Regions from separate parts of the Macaca mulatta genome. Here region 2 is linked to region 1. The links are chromatin contacts, called in public Hi-C maps. All regions are on one chromosome and are shown on one strand. The core of a region is the stretch at or near the end of the contact, and the rest is flanking DNA. Distances in the headings are between cores, read along the strand shown.

The links. Hi-C and Micro-C count contacts between places; a contact is called where the count stands out from the background.
Region 2: a contact with region 1 is called in a Hi-C map of blood, with 2.4 times the contacts expected there. The contact joins the enhancer-like site here to the promoter of SLC38A2 in region 1. A contact is called at or near these places in 4 of 14 Hi-C or Micro-C datasets (CD4 T cells, blood, cortical neurons and 1 more).

What each region holds. Positions count from the first base shown.
Region 1 is chr11:53,439,981-53,446,419 of T2T-MMU8v2.0, reverse strand. It overlaps SLC38A2 (solute carrier family 38 member 2), which reads left to right and starts at 3,510. Exons shown (of 16, transcript NM_001257811.1): 1 at 3,510-3,824; 2 at 4,958-5,158; 3 at 5,483-5,564; 4 at 5,713-5,828. The coding sequence starts at 5,043.
Region 2 is chr11:53,525,678-53,532,116 of T2T-MMU8v2.0, reverse strand. The region is part of intron 1 of LOC107000841 (a long non-coding RNA gene); the gene reads left to right. Among named protein-coding and RNA genes, the nearest start is that of SLC38A2, 86 kb to the right of the region's middle. Within about 2 kb of position 3,341, at least 16 of the 40 cell types and tissues checked have an H3K27ac peak or open chromatin away from gene starts, as enhancers often do. A contact at or near this core is called in CD4 T cells, blood and liver, where this site is marked.

The DNA.
Region 1 (6,439 bases), core at 2,261-4,760:
CCTACCACAAGGAATAATGGAAAATAAGATTGGAAATATAGACTGGGCCAGATCAAAGAAAGCCATAGAAGCTAATCTGCGAATGAAACTATACAGTTGGAAATGGAGGGTAGATAGAAGCAAATTTTATGTGTAAGCCTATTTTTGGCAAATTGTAGTGCTGGATAAATAGAATTTTGAGGGTCATCTTAAAAACCAGTTGTTTAACAACAAGTAGAAAATGTCAACCAATGACAGCTTCCAGGAAACAGAACCACTCTATTTTATCAGGAAATAGTGGTCAAAAAATTGTACAGAAGATAGCCACCTACCTTCAATAAATAGTTTTAACACTGTATCCTGACAATGCATTCCTGAAAATCCAGAATTGATAACTGATATTTGTGACAGTTTTTCTGTCTTAGGATAGGAAATAAAATTCACTTTCAGTAGCTTTCAAAATTCTTTGATACCCCAACCCGCAGCAAGAAATACATTTTACATCAGCAGTCCCCAACCTTTTGGCACCAGCGACCGGTCTTGTGGAAGACAATTTTTCCACAAAAAATTGGAGATGGTTTCAGGATGAAACTGTCCCAACTCAGATTGTCAGGCATTAGTTAGATTCTCATAAGAAGTATGCAACCTAGATCCCTCACATGTGCAGTTCTCAATAGGGTTTGTGCCCCTATGAGAATCTAATGCCACCCCTGATCAGGCCGAATGCTGCTCAATTGCCACTCATCTCCTGCTGTGCAGCCCAGTTCCTAACAGGCTTCAGACTGGTACCAGTCTGCTGCCCAGGGGTTGGGGACCTGTTTTACATCACAACTCATAATACACACACACACATATATATGAACACACAGATAATCACAAATATATACATATGTACATATATACACTCACACATATATATATACACACATAATCAAGATAAAAGATTTGCAGAATAATAGTACATATGGCATACTGATTTTTTTAAAAAAGTATTCTGTTCTACTGCATTGAAGGAAATAAAAAGCTAGTAGTAATCCACTGAATTCATCACTATCCACCACTTGGTCCCATTCTGAAAGTTTAAAAAATGCTGCTCTTCTAGAACAGTAGCTTAGAAATCAAACAAAATTATGACCAATAGGTATTTGGCAATATCGTTTCCCAGAAGTTGAATGAGGACACTGTGTCCAATGCATTCAAGCCCAAAGCATAACAGCAATTGCTCAGAGCACATCAGGCCTCAGCTGGAAGCCTGATGGAGTTAGCAGGCGTGCCTCAGTTTGGCCCTCGGAAAGACAAATCAAACTGTCAATAAAAACATGGAAGTTTACCCCCTCTTCTTTTTTTGTCATTTACTGTTCAAGTTCTGATCACAGAGACCAGATCATTACTGCAGCCCCTCCTGCCCCTCCCACCACTTTGCCCTCAGCTGTACAGGTATTGTGCTTCTCCTAAATATGTGTTGCAATACGAACCACCAAAAAGTCCAAAGGACATGAGATTTACTTATAGTGCAACTTGCCACCCATAACTACCAACCCTGAGGGCCTCCTTAGCACCTCTAACTGGGCAGAGGAAACGACCAGAGATTCATCTGGAATGAAAAAGTGGTTTAAGACCTTTTGATTGTTATCAGTTGAAACCTGATCTAAAGAAACTTCCTGGGACTCCTCTCTAACCTACCACTACCAAGATTGTTGTGACAAGAAGAGTTGATTGATTTTAGTGGGGAATGTATGTTGAAGGAAGATAGTTTTTTCAGCCCTAATTGTGTGTCAAATTCCAAACCTGCCCTTGGGGAGTTCACAATCTCTTTGGGCAGATGATACTACAAATAGTCTGGAATGATTTTGAGTGCATGACAGCATGGGTTTTTAAAAGTCCATCACCATATTGTTTTAGAAAATAGTACCTGCAAAAAGAGGACAGAGTAGGGAGGGACGCTATGGGGCATGCGGGGTGCTTTCCTGCGGCTCAAAGGCTAAGCCTTGTGCGATAGCGGCATTTAAGGGGGTGAGAGGAGGTTGGCCACCAAAGCAAGAATGGCTATTATTTCAGCCTGACCAACATGGAGAAACCCCGTCTCTACTAAAAATACAAAATTAGCCGGGGTGGTGGCACATGCCTGTAATCCCAGCTACTCGGGAGGCTGAGGCAGGAGAATCACTTGAACCCGGGAGGCGGAGGTTGCGGTGAGCCGAGATCGCGCCATTGCACTCCAGCCTGGGCAAAAAGAGCGAAACTCTGTCTCATAAAAAAAAAAAAAAAAAAAAAAAAAAAAAAAAAAAAAAAAAAAAAGACTGGCCTGAGCGGAGTAGAAGGTTAGAAGGTTTGGGGTAGGGAACACAGGAGTGTGATGGGGGAAATCGGGCCCTCGCTTGTCAATCATAAACACTGGTGCAGGCGAGGGCACCCGAAGCCTCATGTGCGGCGGAAATAGGCAGTTGTACAGATTTCCTCAGTAAAATATTGAAAGCAAAAATTGTGATCACACCCAGCCCTTTGCTTTGTGCCCTGCCCAGTTTCTCCCACGTCCCCATAAGGAAGAGAGCAGTAGGTCAAACTTGTTTGTTCATTCATTCCACGAACATTTCTCTCTCCTAAGGGGTCTTTGTTTCCAGCAAGGGAGTGAGTCTTGCCTTTCCCGCAGCACCACTTTCTCCACAGTGAAGGGGCCCCCCTAGTTGCCTGGCTCAGCAAGACCACATCACCATTGAAGGGAAAGGACCAGGCTCTGCAGAAAGCGCCTCAGACCCGCATTCATACAAGGCAGTGCCCTTGCAGGGGGCGGTGGTGATGGGATAAGAGAAGCGACGTGTCAGCGAATGGAAAACTGGGGACTCCCAAGCAGCCTTAGGAGCGCCGGGCTCCCTACTGGAGCCTCCTTCTAAGGGGTCTGGCTTGCTGGCCAAAAGGTAGCCTTTCCGCTAGTCTGGTTTTCCATGGCCGTACAAAAAGGTCATCCCGAAAAGGAGCTGCTAGCCGACCTCGGGCTAGTTTTGAAGAGTGAAAGCAGGTCTAGGTGGAAAAGAAACAACAACAAACCATCAGGACAACGTTGCTGTCTTGGCCCAAGTTTGTGAGACAAAACCTCATTGTAAATCACAAAAATAACAATCAAGAAAGTGTTTGGTGGGAGGGTGGTGTCCCCGAAAAGCCTTGATATGTGCCCCCAAAACAAGGACTGCTGGTGAATCGGACAGGAGAAAATTTTAAGGAGATGGCTCCTCAAAGACAACCGCATGTGTTGAGCACCAACCCGGGTTGAAAAGGATAGGCAGCGGCAGCATCTGGGGGTCTTTCCAGACTATCTAGGAAGCTGGAGAGAGTGGGCTTTGGCTTTGCGGGAGAGTCTTGGGGGCGCCCTCGGGCGGGGCTGGGCCGCGGGCGCGGGCCGCAGAGGGAGGTGCAGGGAGGCGGGGCCTCGGGCTGGGCGGGTCGGAGGTGGGGCCCAGGTGGTGTTGATACACAAAGAGAAGGCGCCCGGGCGGCCGCGGCCCCGCCCACTGACGCGTCCCGGGGTGCCGCTATAACCCGCCGCTCAAAGGGCTGCTACAGAGCCCCGCGACGCCGCCGCCCTAGTGAACGCCTTTCCAGTACTGCTATCAGCAGCAGCAGCCCAACCACGCGTTACCGCACACTCGCGCCTTTCCTTTGACACGGCGGACGCCGGAGGATTGGGGCGGCAGTTTGTCATTTCCTTTTTTATTAAAATTATTTTTCCTGCCTGTTGTTGGATTTGGGGAAATTTTTTGTTTGTTTTTTATGATTTGTATTTGACTGAGAGAAACCCACTGAAGACGTCTGCGTGAGGTTTCCAGGGTACAAGAACAGAGACCACCGAGGTAACGCGTGCGGGGGGGTGTCTGTGGGGAGGGCGCGGGACCCGGGCGAGAGTGGGGGAGGGGCTTCCGGGAGGGGCCGCGCGGGAAGGCGACCGCGGGGTCCGTTTCCTTTCGAGGCGGGCGTTGTCGGTTGGCCTGGCCAGCCTTCCATCCTGGCCCGCCGCGCAGGGGTCGCGCCCGCGACGTGGGCAGGAGAGCAGGCGCTGGGCCCGGGCCGCGTGCCTGCCCGGTGCGGAGCCGCATCTTCCCATTAGGGGGAGGGGAGCCAGCCTGGCCCGCGGCTCTGCTGCGGCAAGTCTTGTGACTGATTTGCATTTAATAAAAAAAAAAAAAAATTAAGTCCAGGGAACCAGGAATCTGGGGGCGGCGGAGGTGGGCTTGGGTATGTATTATAGGAGAGGCCAAGATTGGGGAAGACAAGTTGAGAACATTTGACAATATCGACGATCGATATTGCATCAGTTTGCTTTCCAGACATAGGAGGGGCTGGGCGGGCGAAGCACTCGCGGGCCAGCTGCTTGTGGACGGGTGTGCTTGAGGGCACTGGCGCGCGCGTGTGTAAATAAACCCCCAGCTCCCGGGGCCCAGGCGTTCGCCCCCCTCGAGAGAGTAGTGTCGGCCCTTTCCGCCTCCTTCTGGGGAAGGCTGTGTGCGGCAGAGGCATTTCCCGGTGTGGGGACTCCAGGCAGTAAAGGACAGATTACGCAGCATTGCTGTTCCAAATGCTAGAAACGGGAAGCCATGCGCCTAGGTTGCATGCACACGAGCCAGGGTCGGGGCTGCATGTGTGCCCTGAGTGCCTGTGCACGTTTGCAGCGCCTGGGAAAAAGCAAAACAGAGCCCTCTTCGCCCCCTCCACTCCGACTGGGGACAATAGAGAGGGTGAAATACTGAAATCTGCCGGAGTAGGGGGCCTCGGCGGCCGCAGCACAGCGGTGGAATCATCTTTGTTCTCAGCGGCTCAGCCGTCTGTACTTTTCCGCCCCTTGGCGCGCCCCCGCCCCTCGCGCGCGGCTGGTACTTTTCCACTCGCCTGGCCTGGGATGAATCAGCCGCGCTGCGCCTCCCGGCGGCGTCACCTGACCACGGCGGGCGGGCGCTGCAGTCCTGACGCGCCGCCTCTACTTTCGCAGGCCGACTCGCGGCCGGTGCACCCACCGCCAAGGACAAAAGGAGCCCAGCGCTGCTAGCTGCATCCGATTCCTCCCAGTGCTTAGCATGAAGAAGGCCGAAATGGGACGGTTCAATATTTCCCCGGATGAAGACAGCAGCAGCTACAGTTCGAACAGCGACTTCAACTACTCCTACCCCACCAAGCAAGCTGCTCTGAAAAGGTGGGAGAAGTTGTGACACTTCTGAAAAAACGGCTTGCATGGGTTGGGTTCAGGGAGTTACCTAGGAATTTGCTTCCATTGCTTTAATTCGCTATAGCATTTAGAGAATGTGTGTCATCTCTGGAAGAGTATCCGATTATCTTGTTGTAATGACAAGATAGCTCGTGGTGTGAAAGTCAACTCCTAGTTAATATTTATACATTTAAGTAAAGGTGTTGTATCAGAACTATGCTGGTGGGGGGTGTTTTATGTTCAAGCAGTCTTGTGTGTAGTGATAGATATTTCAATCCAGTTTACAATTATATATGTCTGTATTTTTTGTAGCCATTATGCAGATGTAGATCCTGAAAACCAGAACTTTTTACTTGAATCGAATATGGGGAAGAAGAAGTATGAAACAGAATTTGTAAGTTAAAAATAATAATTTGTCTGTCAGTGGCTTTATGGAGTAAAAGAATAGTTTTACTTTTAGAATTCAAATCTAACTTGCCCAAACCTGGTTTTCTCCATTTAATTATTGTTATATGTTTGGTTATCGTTTTCCCTCTATGTAGCATCCAGGTACTACTTCCTTTGGAATGTCAGTATTTAATCTGAGCAATGCGATTGTGGGCAGTGGAATCCTTGGGCTTTCTTATGCCATGGCTAATACTGGAATTGCTCTTTTTATGTAAGTATGTGTAAGTAGTGAATCTGCCATGCAGGGCAGTTACTATGATAAAACATATTTTGGCTCCGGAAACTGAGTTTACAGTTGCAGTAGCTGACTCAAGTTACTTGCTTAAAATTAAAAGTATGAGAAACCCCAAAAATCTCTTTATTCTGCTACATACTGCACAATATCAAGAAAGCCAACTAGAAAAAAATAGGGCAGTCCTTAAAACTGACAAATTAAGCCAGAAGTCTTCTAAGTCAGTGGGAATAGTTAAAACAAAATTGTAACAGATGGTAGATACTGAAAAAGAACTATGGCTAAATCCAGGGTAGGTATAAATTTTGAGAAGCTGAAAATCCTATTAAGCTCCAAATCAGTTTGGTAAATTGACACAGTTCTTAAGGACCTGTGGCCCCTTACATGAATAAGGAAAAGAAAATTCCTGTAAACATACAAGGTGTGGTGGTATTTACCCAGCCTGGAACATGTTTGTTTTAAGACGGAGGAGTCAATTTTCTGGACCCTGAAAAGCAATCCATACATGTTTTTTTAATGTTTGCTTTTGTCAGACCTGTTCGATTGCCACATGCTGTGGCAAAAAAATGAGTATTTTACTAAGTACTTGT
Region 2 (6,439 bases), core at 2,092-4,591, 86 kb before region 1:
CAATTTCAAAGGAAAGCACACAAGGGAAAGGGTTTTATTTTTCACTCTCCTCAATTTTGTATTATTTACATCAATTGGCCTAACTAAAATTATACTTTGCTGTAAAATGTAGTGAATCATTTAAGGTACAAAAATCTTGGCAATAAGAACAAGTTTCAACCTAATTACACCTACACACTCTTACTAATCAAGTGCTATATTGATACCAGTTTCCATCATTAAAATGAAACTGCAATATGCAAATTCCTTTTGTCCTCCACTGAGGGCCCCCAATTTGGAATCCTACTTCCTGTGTATCCAAAGCAACATATGAATATTTCCCATAAGAATCCAAACGCAACGAGTACCTATTGTGTCAGTCCATTTGTACAAAATGTAGACAAACAGGCGAAAGCTCATCTATGCTGTACGCTGTTAGAAGCGAGGATCGAGGTACCCCGCTGGGGGCATGGAGGAGGCTTCTGGAATGCTGATAATATTCTCTGTGTATACATCAGGGTGCTGATTGCACAGGTGCATTCAGCTTGTAAATCCCATCAATACCCTATACTGAAAATTCTAGTAGTAGTTTTTCATTGTCCATGCTATTTAGAAGGCATTTAAAGAAATCAATGGGGTGCTAAGCACTGTACAAGCCACCGTGGAGGTTTCAAACAATATGTAATATATGTGCTCTTCCCTCAGAGAGGTACCTTTCTATTTTCCCATCAGAATAAGGCAGCTGTGATGTGGGGGGAAAGATTGAGAATCTTTGAGAAGTTCTGGCACTGCATGTCCATGCATCAATCCAGGCCGAGAGTCACCGCCCTGATCTTCAACTTTCTGAGTTATGTCAGAACTCTTAAGATTCTCTGCTCTATACTTCTCTTCTGGTCAAATAGTCATGGTTGTCATTTTGTTCTTCTATTCTAAAGAAGTCTTTTTGGCACTAAGAATATCAAATTAGGTTGACACTTGAAACAAATGTGATTAAATCATAACAAAATCTGTGTAGCTTTTTACCAAAAGGCAGGGCTGTAGGACTGAAAAAGGCTGGGACCCGGCACCCTGACTGCTGGTTTATGTTCAATGCCCTGTCACTAGCTTGCCTGGCCTTAAGCAAGGCTTATCATTTTTGTGGTCCTCAGTTTTGTTATTTGAAAGTCAAGAGGGCTGGGCTCCCTCCAAATCCCTTCAGTTCTAAATTTCTGTTTCTGAGTTAATTTGTTGAAAACTAAGAAGTAGCAGGACCAAGACTGGTTTTCTGGCTTAAGCCCAGCTTTCTTTCTACCCATATGTATGTTTAAAAAGTAACCTAAATTCAGATTTTAAAATTAATGTTGCCCAGTATGTGCTGGACACTACCATGTGAGGTAGGTAGTGATTCCTTTTTTCAGATGAGGAACTGACCACCAGAAAGTTAAGAGACTTGCCCCAGTGTATGCGCCTGATTGGTGCCAAAGGCAGGATCAAGGTCCTTCTGGCTCCAGAACTTCCCTCTCCCACCGGGGCTTGTAATACATCCAAAAATCAACAAATAGGCCTAAAATAAATCCAATCTTAAAGCAAAAAGTCTTTCTTTTTCTAGTTGCCTCCAGTTGAGAAAGAAAAACAAGAATTGGGAGTTTCATTTATAAAGATAAAATTTCATGTCATTTGTTAAATTTACAAAACTATACACAGTTTGTAAAAGGTCTTGTGACACCTCCAAGTCCTGGCACGTTTTAATACTTGACAAATGTGTCTTCGTTTGTGCCGCACTTCACATTTTATCTGAAGATCTTAATTCTTTGGGGATATAAAAAACTTTAATGGGCATAGAGTCAAAGATCAACAAGGATTTTCTGGGATTTGCTTTAAAATTTTACTGCCAAATTAGAAAGACTTACAGATAGACCACTCAACCTGCCATGACATCCTTTGCCAGGTATCATATATGCTTTGCAGAAGTTGCCACCATGAAAACAACTGCAAGATGCAAAGGAAAATAGCTTTGCGGTGAGGTGCCATGGACAACACTCATAGCAAACTTAGAAACATTTTTTATGTTGTTTCAACCAGGCTGATGATTGTTTTAGAACAAGTCTCCTGCCATGGCCTGACACTTGATCCACAGAAAATCTTAAAAGACACTGGGCCAGGCAAGCAGTAATATATCATATGCCTGACAAAGGCACAAAACATCCTGGACGTTGCCATAACTCTCAAGGAGTTGTTAGAGTGGCTAGAGGTCACTTAAAATACAATGGTATAGCCTTCCTGGGCTTATTTCTTTTAGACACTAGACCATCAATTAATATTTGAGAAACATGTATTATAAAAGTTTGCTCTGAGAAAAATTTACAGTATTTAGTCAGTCTTTATCATGTGATTCTTCTGGGCTGAATCTCCCATTTGATTTCTCTTCCCAGATTCTACCCTAAACTAAATACCAAGGTTTGGGGTTAACACTAATAATGAGACTGTTTTCTAAATCAAGCTTTATGACCATGCATATTTGTTTTTTCCTGCGGTTGTAAATTAACAATATGTTCCCACTACACTTGTGTTCTCACGTATTCCTGCCCCCGCCCTGGCCCAGTGTACTGACCTTACTAAGTGCACAAATAGTGTCTCTTGGAAACTTACGTTCAATAGCACTTTCTAGTGTTCCACGTATCATTTGTTAAACATGCTTTTAGAAGCTATCATGCCAGAGGCTAGGAGCTACGGATACAACATTAAGCAAATTGGACATAGTGCTGTCCCCACAGAACTGACCACCAGAGATATGACCGGGAGATATGACCAAAGAGATACGAACAGGAGCCCTGGGAATACCAAATGGGAGGGAAATCAAGGGTGCAGCAGAAACAGAAATAGAGAGTCCAGCAGAAGAGGAATATTCTCCCATATACAGGAATCTAAATTCTACTTGATATTCTTGATATTCTATCTCTTATAAGCACGTGTAGTTCACACTTCCATTTGGGATCCCTATAGAACACAGAGAAAGAGGGATGCTCTACTTCCCACTCATTTGCAAGCTTGCATTTAGGGAGCACTCACCATATGGTGAGTCTGATGTATGCTGTAAATAGTAACAGTATACATACCCTGAGCCAGATGCTGTTTTAAGCATTTTACATATATCTGTGAATTTTTTCATTTAATTCTTACAACCTCTCTATGAGGTAGTATACAGTAGTGTCTCTATTCTACAGATGATGAAACTGAAACACAGAGAAGGTGAGTAACTTGCCTGAGTTTACACAGCTACCAACTTAGCAGCAGCATTTAAACTCAGACAGCCTGGCTCCAGCCTGAGCTCTTTGGCCCTTCCTTCCACGCCGCTCTACCCCAGCACATAGATCAGCAAACACACTATGCCTTTCTTTCCTGCAGGAGCTCTCACTCCACTGGCAAAAGTGGGTATAAACACCGACACAGAGTACAAGGGTTACCGTGGAAATATGAAGCACATGACTGCAACTCACAAAACAAACTTCAGAAGACAGAGTCCACAACATTTATACAAAACAGAACCTATTCTCCAAAAGAGAAATGGCTACCACTTATTGAGTGCCCCCCGCCAAGGTACCTAGCACTTCATTTAAGTCATCTCATTGCCTTCTCATAGCAACCAATGCAAGGGGCATAGTATCGCTTCATCTTACAGAAGAGGAAACTGAGGCTAAAAGAAATTGTGTGACCTATTTTAGCTGAAGCTGAGGTTCTTTCCCTATTTATGTAGTCTCCTTAAAACACAATGCTTTGTACTTACTCCTAAAAAGAGACACCAATGTCAGGTAACTTCATAACTTCTTTTTGATATAGAAAGTAAGGGGAAGTGTTTCTGTTCAGGCAGTTACCAGATTCACTTCCCAAATTCTGCAACAGGAAGCTGGTGCAAACACACCAAAATATCATGCTCGCAGCAGCCTGACTGCTTAGAGACCTCCAGCTCCGGATTACACCATCCAAGGCTGACAGAAGCACTGCTGAAGGCACTTGCAAGGTATAAGGGTGCCACATTGGAGCGCTCCATCCCCGAGGCGAGGGTGATCCCAGGGACAAAGTGTTTGAAGAGCTCAGAAAATCATAAGGGGGAGGAAGAGGAAGAAGAGGGGAGGGGAGGGACTGGGATGGGATCCTTCCACCAAAATCTTCCTTCAACAACAAGGGTTGCCTAACCCATCCTGATCAGCTCAACCTCCACTTTTGGCTGCAAAGTGTCCTGGAATGGAAAAGAGAACTTAAAACCAAGGATTTGTATCCAGGATTTTAGAAGAGGAAGAGAAGTACATTTTAGCCCTGAAGTGTGAGATATATTGCTTCTAAGAATAAAAAAAGATAAAAATTATAACTTTTTAAAACATATACTACAGTTTTATAATAACAGCTTCTTTCCTCCCTCCTCCATCCCCCTTCCGCATAGAAAACACACTAATTGTACTAATTAAATCCACAGTAATAGAAAGTCAACTTACTATTAGTTTTTATTTATTTTTTTAAGACACAGTCTTGTTCTGTCACCCCAGCTGAAGTACTGTAGTGTGATCCCAGCTCACTGTAACTTCCACTTGCCAGGTTCAAGCGATTCTCCTGCCTCAGCCTCCCAAGTAGCCAGAACCACAGGTGCATGCCACCATGTCCAGTTCATTTTTGTATTTTTAATAGAGATGGAGTTTTGCCAGGCTGGTCTCGATCTCGTGGCCTTATGTGATCTGCCCACCTCAGCCTCCCAACGTGTTGAGATTACAGGCATGAGCCACTGCACTCTCTGTAGGGGACAGAAAAGGAGCAAGTCATTAGACTTTCCAAATAGTAGAAAAAAGAAAAGAACATGGCAAAAGAGCATTTGGTTATCAGCAGCAGCAATGACTCAGATACAAGCATAACAAAGGAAGGGATGTGTGGTTGAGTCAAGAAAGTAGTGACTTGTGTGAAAACCAAAGAGGAGTGAATACGGTTCCTTCTGGCCAATGAATGCAGACAGTCAGCGTGCTTGGAGCCTCATGGCATCCTGCTTTCCCCTGGGGCTTCTAGGGTGATTAGGTAAATATAAACGTCTTCAAATAACACAAGATGTAAAAAATAGAAAGCACAGCAAACTGGAATAGTCATCAGATGATATATTTAGGAGAGCTTATTTTGCAAGCTAGAATTACAGAGCAGAGAGATGTGGTCAATTAAGAGTATTTAAGGATGAGTTTCTATGATGGGATTGGGTGGCAAGATGGAGTTGTAATCCAGGACAAAGAATCAGAAGAGACCACCATTCTCCAAAGACCAGGTGCTGATTTTAATAAACTGGCTCATGTGCTATCACCCCAACAGCTAGTTTCTATATCAAAACTAGTTCAAGATTTCAACAAGAGGAAGTGGTTTACAAAAGAATTACCAAGAACCCAGAAGTGTTTAGTGGGAAAAAAAAATGCTAGTGAGGTAAAAGTTGATTTGTGTACTATTTAGGCTATCCATCTTTTAAAAGGCGGGTGTCCTACCAGCAGGTAGGACCATTTAAAAAGACACTGCTGCAAAATTCCTACGCTCCCGGAGTTCTTCATGGCCTGCGACACACTGTCAAGTCCGTATCTCCTAGACTACAGCCTCATAGTTACCTACTTAGATCATGCAGGAATTATGCTCATTTTACAGATGGGAAACTGAGGCACAGAGAAGTAAAACAATTTTTGAAGGGTCACACAGCTAGTAGGTGACCGAGTTAAGTCCACCCTAGAGACTGCATTTTAAATGAGTCACTTGGTGCAATCACAAAAACAATTATTCTATGATCTGGGTTTTTTTCCCTACTGATTATTGAGTTATAAACACTTTGCACGACTTTCTTATTTTAATCCTCACAAAAACACTTTGACATTTGTAATATTGTCCTTTTGGCACCAGCATTTATTAGGCTCTGTAACTTTAACAGCATCACTTAAAGTGAGGTATCTGCTTCAGTTTCCTCCTCTCTTATTTTAATCTTCAGTTATTTTAAGGATTCAACTCATTTATTCATGAAAAGCACTTGGAATAGCACCTGGTACATGGCAGGGTTCTGTTGGTGTAAGCCGTTATCATTACTGCTGACCTGGTCAAAAACCTGAATTGCAGACATTCCCTTATTACCATACTAAGTCACATCAATTTCTTTCTAGTGTTTACAATGTGCTTCAAAACAAATTAATTTGCCAAATATAAAAGAAATATGCCTAAATGAAATGTATGCCTTTATACTAATGAAATGTAATTGTACCTAGAATGGTGACTGGCACAAATTATTAGGTCATTGAATATTTCACAAGTGTATTAACAAATGAATGGGCAGCCAAATAAAGGAATAAATGATCAAAAGTTCAAACAAGAAAGTGAATAACTAGTGCCTGGGCGTGGTGGCTCACAACTGTAATCCTAGCACTTTGGGAGGCCGAGGCAGGTGGACTGCCTAAGCTCAGGAGTTCAAGACCAGCCTGGG